5 separate regions of the Mus musculus genome follow, and all the other regions are linked to region 1. The links are chromatin contacts, called in public Micro-C, promoter capture Hi-C and targeted proximity ligation maps. All regions are on one chromosome and are shown on one strand. The core of a region is the stretch at or near the end of the contact, and the rest is flanking DNA. Distances in the headings are between cores, read along the strand shown.

Evidence for each region. Promoter capture Hi-C pulls out the DNA fragments that hold promoters and counts their contacts. Hi-C and Micro-C count contacts between places; a contact is called where the count stands out from the background.
Region 2: a Micro-C map of embryonic stem cells shows a contact between it and region 1, with 4 times the contacts expected there. A contact is called at or near these places in 9 of 39 promoter capture datasets (the 3T3-L1 cell line, cranial neural crest, embryonic stem cells and 6 more), 1 of 484 Hi-C or Micro-C datasets (embryonic stem cells), 5 of 130 datasets of targeted methods (astrocytes, embryonic stem cells, forebrain and 1 more) and 1 of 9 other capture datasets (embryonic stem cells).
Region 3: a contact with region 1 is called in a promoter capture Hi-C map of hippocampal neurons, with 2.4 times the contacts expected there. A contact is called at or near these places in 4 of 39 promoter capture datasets (embryonic stem cells, hippocampal neurons, pre-B cells and 1 more), 2 of 484 Hi-C or Micro-C datasets (the G1E-ER4 cell line and pro-B cells), 2 of 130 datasets of targeted methods (the 230-238 cell line and embryonic stem cells) and 1 of 9 other capture datasets (embryonic stem cells).
Region 4: a targeted proximity ligation map of extraembryonic endoderm stem cells shows a contact between it and region 1, with 2.8 times the contacts expected there. A contact is called at or near these places in 4 of 39 promoter capture datasets (embryonic stem cells, frontonasal cranial neural crest, hippocampal neurons and 1 more) and 4 of 130 datasets of targeted methods (embryonic limb bud, epiblast stem cells, extraembryonic endoderm stem cells and 1 more).
Region 5: a promoter capture Hi-C map of pre-B cells shows a contact between it and region 1, with 5 times the contacts expected there. A contact is called at or near these places in 3 of 39 promoter capture datasets (cranial neural crest, hippocampal neurons and pre-B cells), 1 of 484 Hi-C or Micro-C datasets (nephron progenitors), 2 of 130 datasets of targeted methods (astrocytes and large pre-B cells) and 2 of 9 other capture datasets (embryonic tail and embryonic trunk).

The regions. Positions count from the first base shown.
Region 1 is chr19:24,960,254-24,962,908 of GRCm38.p6, reverse strand. Cbwd1 (COBW domain containing 1) reads left to right here and starts at 1,293. Exons shown (of 15, transcript NM_146097.3): 1 at 1,293-1,525. The coding sequence starts at 1,378.
Region 2 is chr19:25,671,045-25,673,699 of GRCm38.p6, reverse strand. Dmrt2 (doublesex and mab-3 related transcription factor 2) reads right to left here and starts at 1,289. Exons shown (of 4, transcript NM_145831.3): 1 at 942-1,289; 2 at 1-284. The coding sequence starts at 248. 2610016A17Rik (RIKEN cDNA 2610016A17 gene) reads left to right here and starts at 1,461. Exons shown (of 2, transcript NR_045347.1): 1 at 1,461-1,622; 2 at 2,255-2,566.
Region 3 is chr19:24,300,018-24,302,672 of GRCm38.p6, reverse strand. All of the region lies in intron 14 of Pip5k1b (phosphatidylinositol-4-phosphate 5-kinase, type 1 beta), which reads left to right. Among named protein-coding and RNA genes, the nearest start is that of Fxn, 21 kb to the right of the region's middle.
Region 4 is chr19:25,574,375-25,577,029 of GRCm38.p6, reverse strand. The region is part of intron 4 of Dmrt1 (doublesex and mab-3 related transcription factor 1); the gene reads right to left. Among named protein-coding and RNA genes, the nearest start is that of Dmrt3, 35 kb to the left of the region's middle.
Region 5 is chr19:25,545,809-25,548,463 of GRCm38.p6, reverse strand. Dmrt1 (doublesex and mab-3 related transcription factor 1) reads right to left here. Exons shown (of 5, transcript NM_015826.5): 3 at 2,362-2,645. Among named protein-coding and RNA genes, the nearest start is that of Dmrt1, 41 kb to the right of the region's middle.

The sequences.
Region 1 (2,655 bases), core at 44-2,543:
GAACACCCAATGTATATAACTTATTAAAACCTCATTTTGAGGGGCTGGAGAGAGAGCTCAGCATTTAAGAGCACTGACTGCTCTTCTAGAGGTCCTGAGTTCAATTCCCAGCAACCATATGGTCGTTCACAGCCATCTGTAATGGGATCTGATGCCCACAGAGCAATGCTTGCTAGCCCCTCTTAAAGCCTGAAATTAAACATGGTCAAAACACATAAAAAGATGCTCAGTTTTGTTCAAATCCAAAGAAATACAACTGATGATCACATTGAGGTACTATTTTGTATTTAATTGGGAAAAAAATTCATGTCTGCTAATATTGACATTACACCAATATGATCTCTTACATTGTTGGGAAAATGTATGACTGTCTCAAAATGAAACAAAACAGCAACACCTGAAAACAATTGACAGGAAATTCAGTAGTGAAGCTGGAAATCCAGCAAACCCCAAGAGAGTATACATTGAATGGTACTCTTTTTTATGAAATTGAAAAACAAACAATGGTCAATGTTATTTATGTGCGTGTGTATAAGGACAAACCATAACAAACACATAAAGGAATGTTCAGTATTCCCAAGAAGATTCATGATTATAGTTAGTATTCTAGGCTGGGGTAGAAGAGATGCAATTTAATGTTTTTGGGTTAGGGTACTATCAAGGAATCCACTATAAACACACACAAAGGAGTCCAGAGACTAATGAGAATATTATGAACCAATAAATACAATTATTGATCTGAGTTTACCTTATGTCCAAGTAAAGGAGAAAGAAAAATAAATAAAACTATTACATTGTAAAAGATGAGATAGCTATAATACATAATTATCATTGTAGAATAATTATAATATATAGCATGACTTCACAATTACTCTTTTCCTTGTGAATGAAAGAGATGGACTTCATGAGAATAAAAAAAAAATGGCAACTTGAAAAATGTCTGTCCTGTGGTGAAGCTGCCCAAGCCTAATAGGTGTTGCCTCAGCCCAAGCAACAGACAGTGGCTAACAGCTGGAGCCCACTACAGCTTCGAGGCAAGGGAGCTCCTAGCGTCCTAACAGCAAAGTGCAGTTTGGCCCACGGGCAGAGGGCACGCCCCTAGAGCGTGCTTCACACCCGGGGGGTGTGTCCCTCTCTATAAGGGGCGTGTCCACTGTGCGTGGGGGTGTATCTATCTCTGCGTAGGGGCGTGCCTCCCCCGGGAAGGCGTGTCTAGTTTGAATAGTGGCGTAGCTGGAGGGCGGGCTGGTTCCTCAGAGGCCTGCTCCGCGACGCGTTGTGGTGACATCATCAGCCCCGCGCCGACTGAATCCTGTCGCGGAAACGCGACTGGCGGCAGCTCTTTAGTTCTGGAGTCACTGGTGTCCTGCTGGCGGCATGTTACCTGCTGTGAAAACTGTGGAGGCGGAAGAAGAGTACGCGGAGGATTGTCCTGAATTGGTCCCCATTGAGACCAAGAACCAAGAAGAGGAAAATCTTGACTTCATCACTAAGATTCCAGTCACAATTGTCACCGGGTACTTAGGTAATTAAGGGGGGCTGCCGTGTCTCCTCAGGCACCCGGGCCTCCTGGCCGAGGACGAATCTTCGAGGTAGGGGCTGGGGCCTCTCTTCTAGCATTTTCAAAGGTAGTTTTGAAACTCAGACTCACCTAATGTTATGGTCTCTTGATTAAGTTGTCTTTCATTTGTGAAGCTCATCTCCCCTCAGTTTAGAGTAGAAATAATAAAGTCATCTGAGTTTTCTCATTAAAAAACAGAAAAACAAAAAACCAAAGCAAAACAAAGCCAAATGGTCTATTGTTATTAAAGGATGCCCTGGTCAAGGAAAAAAAAAAAAAAAGAAAGAAAAAGAAAACAAAGATGCCGACTGTAGATTGCCTGACACCTTGCTTAGTGGATTCCATTTCACAGGAACCAAACTCTTCCAGCCATTAGTGACAAGTCCTAAACTGTGCCCTCCCCTTTTGAGGTCCGCTTGGAAAGCACTGTTAAGAGATTGATTTAGAGTAAGACCTTTGTTTTGGGAACTTTCCTAAGCTGGGGGTCTTGAGGGTGCACCTCGGGGGTGTGGTCCTTGGAAAACACAGATTTGTGAAACACGGTGCAGTTTTCTGAAGATCAGTCCACGTGCTTATTTTTTGTTGGAAATGTCTAGATATCCTTTTAAAGCATTACAGTTAACAGCAACAACAAGTAAGTGGCTGAAAATGTGGACAAATAAAAATTGTGGAAAAAATATGAATCAAGTGGTACTCTCATTCCTGTGTGTTGCAACAGACAAGTTGAATCTCGGTGCACCCTTTAGATACAACAAAGAAATCACTGTTGTCTCCACACCACCAGGTTTTGTTTGTTTGTTTGTTTGTTTGTTTGTTTTTCCCCTTCTAGAGTCAGACCAAGGATATTCTAGATTTTACTTGGGCTTCATTTTTATAAAGGAATAACGTTTTGGATTCAGATGCTATTCTATAGAATCAGAGCAAATTTCCTGGTCCAAAGAACATACTTCAGAGTTGGCCCTTGGCCTTTCTGCATTTGGCTTACTGATAGATGAAAGGGACAATACAGGTAATGGCCTGAAGCTCTGAGATCAGGACTAACTCCACCAACCTCCTTGTTCCTGACTGAACCTAGGGGACAGCTGGCCTCCTGT
Region 2 (2,655 bases), core at 40-2,539, 710 kb before region 1:
CCCCCGGGCTGCTCTGGCCGGCCTGGCACCTCCGAGGACACGCCGGGCTCCTCGCCGTCACCCTCGTCCTCCACATCTTCATCCTCCTCTTCTTCGTCCTCGTCCTCCTCCCCATCGGCCGCCGCCGGACTGGGTTCCTGCGGCGGCGTGGCCCGCAGTGGAGTCCCACAGCTATCTTCCTCCAGGTCTAGGCTTTCCACGTCGATCTCCCAGTCCCCGACTCCCGGGACTGCCTGCCCTTCCGTCATGACACTAGACTGTCGTTCGGCTCGGTTGCCCGCGCGCTAGGGAGACAGAAAAAGGCCTAAAGACCCGTCGCAATTAGGGACCCTCTCTGAGACTCGGCCCAGAATTTCTGCAAGGCCAGCTTTCCCCCTTGAATTACTCAGTTTTCTTCTACAGGCCACACCCGAGATCCACAGTTCAACGAAGCTTGTATTTTACTAATTCTAAGTGGTCTGTGCACCTGACCTTTAACCTGAGTCCTGTCTGCCTTTCCAGACAAGTCACCCACTGACCTTACTAACTGGCCAGTTTAAGCCACTTGTCAGGCTTTTCCACAGCCAGTTAACATGGCCATGATAAATATAAAAATGTCGAAGGTACAACTATCTTTCCTTTTATTACAAGGGACCTTGAAACCTCGTTTTCCAAATGTCTCTCATTGACCTACACCACCACAAAGACTCTAGAGAGGTCTTCTCGTCCCTCCGGTTCCCCTAAACCGATGCTCTATATAGGACACACACAGGGAGTGGGGGACACAGCCATGAAGCTGAAGAAGCTGGTCTGGTATCAGTAGTGCTTGAGCCGCACAAGGTTGAGGGAACTTGATTTTCATCTTTAAGGCAAGACAACCAGAAACAGAAAGAAGCCGTAGTGAAGAGTCACGCCCCGTGCCCTCCCTGGCTCCCGAGCAGCGGCGACAACACAGCACTCACCAAGAACCAGGCTCAGGCTAGCAACCCAGTTAAAAGAGAGCCAGCTTCAGGATCTGTCCCCCGGAGCTGCAGGCAGTGGGAGCAAACAGAATTGGGTCTGAGAGCAGGAGGCGGGAGCCCACTGGATGGCGACCGGGGGACAGAGGCCGGAGGCGAGTCAAGGCCTCAGCAACCTCACCCCGTACATTCCAAATTCTGCAAAGTTCTGTTCGGTCCTCTGCACCCTGGATCGCCTCACTTCACTTCCCACTTCTGGTCCAAAGAGGACGGAAAAGGTCCGGCCCGGACCCAGGACTCCGCCTCAGGCGCACCCTGCTTGCTTTCGGCGCAGAGACACTCACTGCAGTCGGGGACCTGAGCTCCCCTTCCTAGTATTATCCACCACCCACCCCCACCCCGAGCTCTGCGTCCTCTGATTGGTTGGTTTTCAGGCGGTGTGCACGCCGATTGGCCGGAGCACTAGGGCTGAGCGCCCTCCTCCTCAGCCCAGTGGAAGCTTCCCTTTAGCGCTACTGCGCCGCCGGAGTCCACCCGCCAGCCTTCGCTGCAGCCGGGTCCCTGATCCAGAAGCTAAACCTAAAAATGTGGGCAGTGGTTGCGGCGGAGCAGTCGCCTTTTATCTCGCCGACTAGAGAACAAGCTGATTCTCGTACTCTTATACATCGCGTTGTTCTCGAGAAGGTAACTAAGGGGTAGAGATCAGAAAGGTTAGCGTTGATTTCTATCGATGATATCATAATCTCCGGTGTTTAACCATCGACCGGCAGTTGGGCCGAGAGAAGAGGCCACTCTAAAGTGGGCACTCTGGCATCCTTCTCTCCGCACGAACAAGTCCATGTTTATCTTGCTGGTCAGCGCCCAGATGTCTTACAAATATCTGTAGTTTGTGGATAACTCCGAGGTGCAAAGCAGTTCCTTACTTCCATAGAGCTTGCGAGGCAGGTGGCAGCAACGACTACAGCCCATCTACGGTTTCCTGTTATCAGTGGATAGCACAGTCCATTCTGGGAGCAAATAGAAATAAACCACGCCATTAGCAATTTTAGATACAAAAAAATATTCAATCTAAGCAAGCATTTATACAAAAACTTTTAAAACGTAGCAGCCTTTTAGCATGTGTGAATGAGTGATTATCAAGAAAACTAACTTTCTTCTCTCTCTCTCTCTCTCTTTCTCTCTCTCTCAAAATACCCTTCACAAAAATGTTTGAAACAAAGTCAAATTTCCCACGAATAATAGAGAAGTCCTTTAAGCAACGCGACAGTCTATTACCTTAAGCTAAATTTAAAAATCCCATCGATGCTTCTTTAAAGGGTTCTCCTTAAGATCCAGCCCTCCGCAGGAAGAGCGGGTTAGAAAACACATCAGAAAACAGGTTGTCGATTTCCTGGGCACGCGCTACAGTGGCGATGGATATCTGTTGATGGGAGAAAATTTCGGAGCTGATTCTTTTCCTCTAATCCGAACCTGTCAGAAAATTCCAAGTCAACCAAGCTCGCCTAAGTGAGAACAAAGACCAGCTGCCTGCCTGCCTGCCTCCCTGCCGGAAGCGCAGGTATTCTCAGGCCCTTGTGAGGTTGAACGCTTCCTAATATCCAGTTAATGTATAAAGATGACTTTCTATATGTTCCTGTAGATTTTTTTCTTTCAGTGTCTCTGGGGGCCTTGAGGGGCGACTTGTTAGCTTCAAGGCTCCCCACTGAGGCAGCGGGGG
Region 3 (2,655 bases), core at 108-2,607, 660 kb after region 1:
CCAATGTTTCGCCCAACACTGCTTTCCAGAGGTCCTTCACCTTCACACTGTACACCCCTCGGCTTCCTGGCTCATTTGCAAATATTCAAATCCAAGGGAGATGGTTTTTTAAGATGGCTTTATCCAGTGTGACCAAAGATGTTTCCTGTTGAATGCTGAGCTGATGAGCCACAGATTGGGGTATTGAAAAGCAAACAACAGAACTGAGTGGGCCGCACTGATGGGAAATGCGAGCTTCTGCCGTTCTCCTAGCGGGATGGTCGCGTGGATATCAGCCCCCGATGCTGCCTGTCACCCTGGGATGCTAAGGCAGCCTGCCTGGGGAGGGGAACCAACAAAAAGCCATTCCCACTGGGAAATGGAGTGGGAGAGAGTGCCCTTTCGTGGCTCCCAGGGAACGGGTTGTCAGTGAGAGGTGAAGGAATTGCATTCTTATTAACAGAGAAATCTAAAGGATGGCTGCCACCCAACAGCGACTTCTCTCCTTCTGTTACTCAATCCCATTGCCTTTACACTGGCCACATTAGCATCCTCTCAATAACACGCCCTTTATCTGTGAAAGTGCTTCTGCAAAATGGCTGTTTGAAGTGCAAAAATAACTGCATGTAAGGAAAAGAAACAGTTAAACCCCACCCCACCCCCAATTCTCTGCCATACTAGTATTGGAGATTAGTGTGCTGACCTACTGTCAGCCCTTGGACAGCTTGATTATTCGGTGTGTTTGGGGTTGTTAATGCTACCCTTTGATCATGGGAAGAAGGGTGGCAAAGAAGTGAGCGTGGTTGAATAAACAGCTGCCACGCCATGGTGTGGGAGGAAAGCCTGAGAAAATACCAAGACAAACGCTCAACAAATTAGGTCACAGGGGTCTTAGAAAACTCAAAGCAGGGGCTTTGGCAAAAAGAAGCTGAGTTTCTGAACTTGAATCCTTAGGCTTGGAGGTGAATGATGCCTCCCCGGCCACACCGCATCAGTAAGGGTCTCTAATCTTTACCTGCTTAAGCCAGTACCGGCTGCCCCAGGGGGTGTTGATTGGAAACTCTGGCATTCCCACTGCCTCTCCCGAGGGAGCTGGATTCCCAGGTCTAGGTTACTCCAGGTCTAGGGGATCTAGTGCCCTCTTCTGGCCTCTCCAGGCACCAAACATGCACAGATACACATGCAGACAAATACGTATGCATATAAAATAATAAAATAAAATTTAAAAATATAAACAAAGCTGACCAAGTCTGACAGTACATGAGAAGGGGTCCAGGGGAGGAGCCTGAAGGCCTGGCTTTCCTTTGTTTGTTGGCCTGTATTACTCTCCTGCTGTAAGAAATTATCACAAACTGTGTGGCTTAAGCAACAGAAATGTGTCACCTCCTAGAGGCCCTGGGTCTGAACACAACATACCCACAGTGCCTTGCTCCCAGAGCGGATGTGAGGACAGATCGCTACCTGTGCTTGCAACCTCTCTGGGCTTCATATGTTTACTGGTAGTCGGAATCACTTTTCCTCTGATTCTGAAAGCAAGCCCCTATGATTGACAGCCACAAACTCACTGATCGGTGTCCCTCCTTTCCACAAACCCTCTGCTGCCACCTACTGGTGAAAAGGCAGCTCTGCCCATGGGTCTGGGGGAGTGACTGAAGGCTCTATTGAAACCTAATGAAGAGTGAGTATGGGGCTCAATAACCTGTTTCCTCTTGGTGCACTTGACCACATTCTTCCAGCATAATGCATCTCAGCTCATCAGGTAGCAGAGTCTTTGGGCATCAAAGGCATCTCATACCACAGGCCTAGCATCTGCCGTCTCAGGTTGGCCTGGAGGCTGCAGTTAGAATCGTGCAAAACAGAGAGGAGAGAGGCTCATCTCTCAGACTCCAGCATGCGCTTCTCACCCACTTTAGTCTCTGGGAAAGCCTCCTCTTGACCCTTTAATCCAGCATAGAAAATGCCACTTCTGCAGTTGAGACAGCAAGGGTAACACTTGATCTTAGCCAAAAGGCCGAGAAGCGTCAGCAAGTGTAACATAGTAGCAACAAACACCCAGTGCTCCAGGCCTCCCTTATGCTGTCTGTGACCTATCCTGCTTAGGGGAGTAGGATTAAATATAATAAAATGAAAATATGGATAATTTAAAGACAAGAGTATTCTTTAAATCCGTGGGGCTCCTGGCCACTGTTTCTTTTTGCTAGAGCTGTCACAGCCAAGCACTAGGATAAGTCACTTTAGAGTGTAGGAAGGTCTTCTTTCGTGTCTCTATAGACTGGGAGTTAGTTCACAGTCAGGTGTCAGTGGGGTCCCTAGCTCCATTTCCAGAGAATCTGTGTAGGCCTCTCTACTTGGCTTACAGATAACTGTCTACTCCCTGGGTCTACACAATGTCTACTCTGTGTGTGTCTGTGTGGTCCAAACTCCCTGTGTCTAGAACAGTAGTTCTCAACCTTCCTAATACCATGACCCTTTAATACAATTCATATTGTGGTGATGTCCCAACAAATAAAATTATTTTCATTGCTACTTCATAACTGTAATTTTGCTACTGTTATGAATTATAATGTAAACATCTGTGGGTTTTTTTTTGATGGTCTTAGGCAACACCTGTGAAAGGGTCATTTGTGCCCCACCCCCACCCAAAGGGTCACAACCCGCTGATTAAGAACCATTGCT
Region 4 (2,655 bases), core at 65-2,564, 610 kb before region 1:
ATTTCTCCACTTGTCAGGGCTGCCATTTGACAGTATCTTTTGATGTGCAAATTTAATTTTTCATAAAATTAAATCTTACTGTGTTAGACACAAAAAGTCAGTGTCAAATTCTACATCATGAAACTCCAGCCCTACATTTTCTTTTAAGAGTTCTGTAACTGTGCCATACACTTTGTTTGGGATCCATCCTGGGTTAGCTTCAGTGTGGCATTAGATGAAGGTCCAAACCCACTTTTATGTAGTGTGAGGTTTCCCCAGAGCCACTTCCTCAACATTCTCCTTTGCAGGTTCTCAGTGCTCTCGATAAAATTCATGAGTCTGTCTGTCTGTCTGTCTAGCGAGACAAGGATGGGAGTGAGTTTGGGGGTTCTCTATTGTTTTCCAATTTAGTTTCTAAGTCTATCTTTAGGCCAGCACACTGTTCCTTCTTGTAGATATTAACAGGAGAGACACTAATCTAGCAGAGCAAGCCTTGGAAAAAGTGTCAGTGGAAGACAACAGTCCAGCTCACGAAAAGAGAGAGGCCCAAAGGAAAAGAAAGCCACGAGTGAGCGCTTACGGAGCATTAAATGTGAACTGGCTACTTCATACCAGAGCCACCATATCCACCTGTCTTGCCATTAAGGATAAGACGTCTGGTCAGTCAAATCTGTAAAAGGAGCGCAGCTATTCCCAGAGTTCTCTAACGACACACCAGGCAGCATCCACCATTCCTAAGACCGAGACTGCAGCCAAGCAATCCGAACAGAAACACTTTTCCAAACCTGGGTTTCTTTGCTTCCAATACAGTGGTACTCAGAAGTACAAAGTTCTATTGTTAGAGCCCAGTGCACTGGGCAGTCACACGGTTAAGTAGTGGATTTCAGACAGGCTGACATCTGGGCATAGTGTGATTAGGACTGCGTCTCTAGCCTTGAAAATTACTTTTGTATAACTTCAGGGGAACAACTTCTGCAGTTCACTATACAGAATTCCCTCTCTGGCTTAACAACAACAACACACTGTTAACGGGATTTAAAAACCAAACCAAACCAAACCAAAACATTTGCCTCCATTCGCTGGAGACAAGCTTTTGGTTTGATAAACAAATGGCTTACACTCAAAAGCTCACTTGAATGGATAGAGCAGTCCTGGTTTGCTCCAATAGGTCTGAAGAGGGTGCCGTTTATTATGGACCAGTTAATGCGGTGGCAACTGCTTTTCCAAACTGGACATTGATCCATGAAGATGCGCACTCAGTACTCTCTACAACATAAACCCTCACAGCCTCGGGCAAGTGCTGATAGAAATGTTGTACAAGGCGTGGCGACAGCGGTATGCGGAAGGCGCAATTAGAGCAGTATTTAACCTAATCTATTGCTCATCAGAAAATACTTAGCGTGGAATCAGACACGAGGCTGACAAGGAGCAGAGGCCACTTAACTGTCCCCTCCGGCGATCACTCTCTCAGCCCCAGAGTGTGGCAAATTAAAACAACTACGCATTGACTTTTTGCTTCTGTAAACATTACAGGGTGATTGACGGCAATGTGTCAGGCTGCATGCAGCCAGACAGGCTTTAACCCTGCCCCTTCTCTTTGCTTATCTCCTCTATTTCCTCAGTGGCATTCCTGGGGTGGGGGGGGTGGGGGGCAGGGAGGAAAGCAGGCTCTGTTACTAGAGCTCTCATACCCTACCTCGTATATAAGACGCTCCAGGAGACTCTTAAAATGGGGATTTAAACAAATCACTATCTGTCACTTTCAAACAGAAAAATACACTTCCAGCTGGAAAATTTCAAAACCAGTATGTTACTAGTCTGCTATATATCCTGATGGGAAAGATTCCTTCCTCTCGTCTGTCTCCTCTATCTCACAACTGTAAGCAGTAAGAGGAAGACAGCTGGGGTAGCTGGCGGGGACCAGCAGACAAAGGAATAGACAACCAAGATACTCAGCAGGGGTGCTTTTCTTCCTGTCACAGAAAAGGGACCAGGCACTGATCTTGCACTAACCCAGGCTGCCTTCATCTCTGGTTTAGAGGCTGTTTACTGAGGGGAAGGACAGCCCAGTCCACAACCATGCCGGGAACACTGGGTATCCACCCAGTAGAGAAGGGAGGTAGACGGTTACCTAGATACCAGAAGGCAACATTAACTCAAAGTGGATCAAATACCTGTCGTAAACAGAAGTGCCAAGACTAGAAAACTCAGAAAACACAGAGAAAGTTTCCTGCCACACTGGATTGTGCAACTCTCAGACGTGGCATCAGAAGCACGGGCAACAGATGAAATGTAAAAACCTTCTTTGCATCAAGACACAAACAACCCAGCGGATCAGCAACCCTCGAACAGGAGGACACGCGTCAATCATGTATCAGATAGTGATGAATGCCCCTTTCCCAACCTTGGCTTTAATGGCAGCAATGCTTGCCAAGTCCCCAAGGCTAATGTGCTGCCCCAAGGCTACAAGGCAAGTTTTGCTTGCACCTCGGGCAAGCACTCATTCTTGGACTGAGATCAACCACATTTTACATTAGGCACCTTCCATCTATTTAAAGAAGAAACCGGTGTACATCACAGAGGATCAGTCGGGGGTCTGTCAGCACCCACTCAAGGCGTCTGTCAGTAACACCTGCTCAGCCCGACGGGGCTATTTGAATAAGGACTGCTGTGCCC
Region 5 (2,655 bases), core at 79-2,578, 590 kb before region 1:
ACTGGGTGTATTCTTCTATCATGTTCTCTCTTATACTTTGAAGCAGGGTCTCTCACTGAACCTGGAGCCCACTCAATGTGGCTAGACTCCAGGTTAGCAAGTCCCAGGCACCCACCCGCTCACACCCCACAATCAGCAGGATCAGCAGGGAATTCCACCGTTTCTGGATTTTAACGAGGATGTTGGTGTCCAAACCTCAGGTCCTTATACCTGAATATCAGGCACTTTACCCACGGGACCACCTCTCTAGCTGTGGAGACAACTCTGGGGCCAGGCATGGTAGTGCACACCTTTGACCCTAGCACTCCTGAGGCAGAAGCAAGTGGATCTTTGGGAGTTCAAGGCCAGCCTGGTCTACATGGCAAGTTCCAAGCTACCCAGAACTACACAGTGAGATCCTGCCTCAAAAAATAAATAAATAAATAAATAAAAAATAAAACAATAAAACCCCTTCAGGTTACAGTGTAAGCCACCTCATTTCTATCACTTCAACACCAGACAAATGTCTAGTATATATGTGCTTACTATTTAATGCTTTCGTATGACATATCTTAACAAACACATTTATGCCATTATTATGTTTGTCTATGCTTTGCAATATTTTAACTTTTTTTGTTTACTTATTTACCTTATTTTTATGAACACCGGTGTTTCGCCTGCATGTATGTCTATGTGACAGTATCAGATCTTACAGTTTCAGATAGTTGTGAGCTGCCATGAGGATTTGAACCTCCGGTCCTCGGGAAGAGCAGTCAGTACCCTTATCCACTGGACCATCTATCTCTCCAGCACTACCCAAAGGAATCAAACTCTTCCTCAAAACTATAAAAAGTCATTCCATTCAGTCTTTGATCCAAACATCACAGTATTTTGCTTTTAAACGATTAACTCTTTTTATTGGGAGGCATGACCGAAGGAGCTAGCTCAATACATAGGGACGCCTAGCAAAGAATTCAATAGATCTAAAAACAGTACAGCAAGTGGGAAGAGGAAGTGAAATTAGGTCGTCAGCTGTGATCTGCAGTGTTTCTGTTTACATGGAAACTCTCTAGTAAGCCAACCATGTCACTTTGGAACCATACTGTGTCACTCGTCCATGTGACAAATGGGAGCACCATCAGAGAAAGCTGAGATTTAGAGGACAAAGTACCTGCTCAAGGTGGCACGGCTAAATCAAAAGTTGTAACTGAGTATGGATGGATGGGCCTTCCAGGGTTACAACTCCTGCTCCTTAACCCGCGCTCGGTTTCCCTCACTCAGCAGGCCAACTCAGCATCTCTGCAGCTCTCTGCAGGAGAACAGGGTGGCATGAAAACCCTGGGGACCTTTATCAGGTGTCCTAGTCACTTGCTCATCTGCATTTGGTATTTATTTTGCAAGTTGGCAGCTTATAGCTATGTTGGCTTATTTTGATGTAAGAATTTTGCAGGCATGACTGAAACATTTTTAAAAGTCAAGTTGTGTTCACAGTTGGTGATGCGAGGCTTAAGAGAGCCCTGCCGCATCCCAGTCCTTTATTCAGTCTCCCTGGATCATTCTCTGTTATGCATACATTGAGAATGTCCCTCCTTATGCCTTATGTGCCATCACACTGACAGAAAATTGTTGTGCAGATTCCCCAAAGTAACCTCAAACTTCTGAGATAAAGGTTATGTTAGACGGTGACTGTGGACTGAGTATTTCAGGAACACACGGAAGCTCTACCCTTGGCCACCTAAAACAACAGCTCTCTTCAAGACACTAGTGCTTGTTTCTCACCTGCATAGGTGAAGAAAAGCAGAAGAGAGTTCCAAGAAGATTTCAACAGAAAACGGAGGGCTTACGCGATGAGTCTAAGCCCTAAGCAACCAAGAGCCTGCGCATTTATAGGGGATCCGCCCCACAGCCGAGGTTCAACTGCAGAGACAGGCCGATCTTGGTGAGTTTGAGGCCAGTCTGGGATGACTTGAGAATTAGTATTTTCAAAAAGAAAAACAGGAGAACCTTGATGAACAGGGTTTGTTGGGAGATGACTGCCACCCAGGAAGCTGCACCTAACATATTCTAAGCTACCCCAAGGTAGAGCAGGCTGGAGGAGGTGGGGCCTCAGATATATCTAACTCTGGGCAGCTGGGTATTTCTGCAAAATGACAATGTGAGAAAAACCAAAGCTGAAAATGAACCCTAAAAACCATACACAATTCCTTCCTGAGTCCCTGCAGCCCATCTTTGCTGACATTAACAGATAGATAGGCCAGTGTGCATCACATCATACTGTGACTACGTGTGTACTGAACAGAACATGTGCGTGGTACATGGTGTGCACGTGTGTGCACTTCCATGCATGCGTGTTTCACATATTCCATTAACTCTGGGTCATACCTGCCACTGGTTTCCAGTCTGAGCAGGCACGTAAGGTGCTGGGAGACTCCGCAGGCTGTTCTTCACGGGGGATCCCCCGAGGGAATTCCCCACCTCCCCTGAGGAGGACTCAGCAGACAAGGCCATGGAATACTGGGGGTAGTTGTACAGATTGTTGTAGTAAGGAAACAGAGAAGGCTGGTAAAAGCTGCTGTAGTAGGCGGGGTCTGATACCAGGTCAGATGTGTTCTCCATATGCCCTCTGCTGGTGACAGCAGGAATATCCTGGATGACCATGCGTCCCTCTAAAAGAGA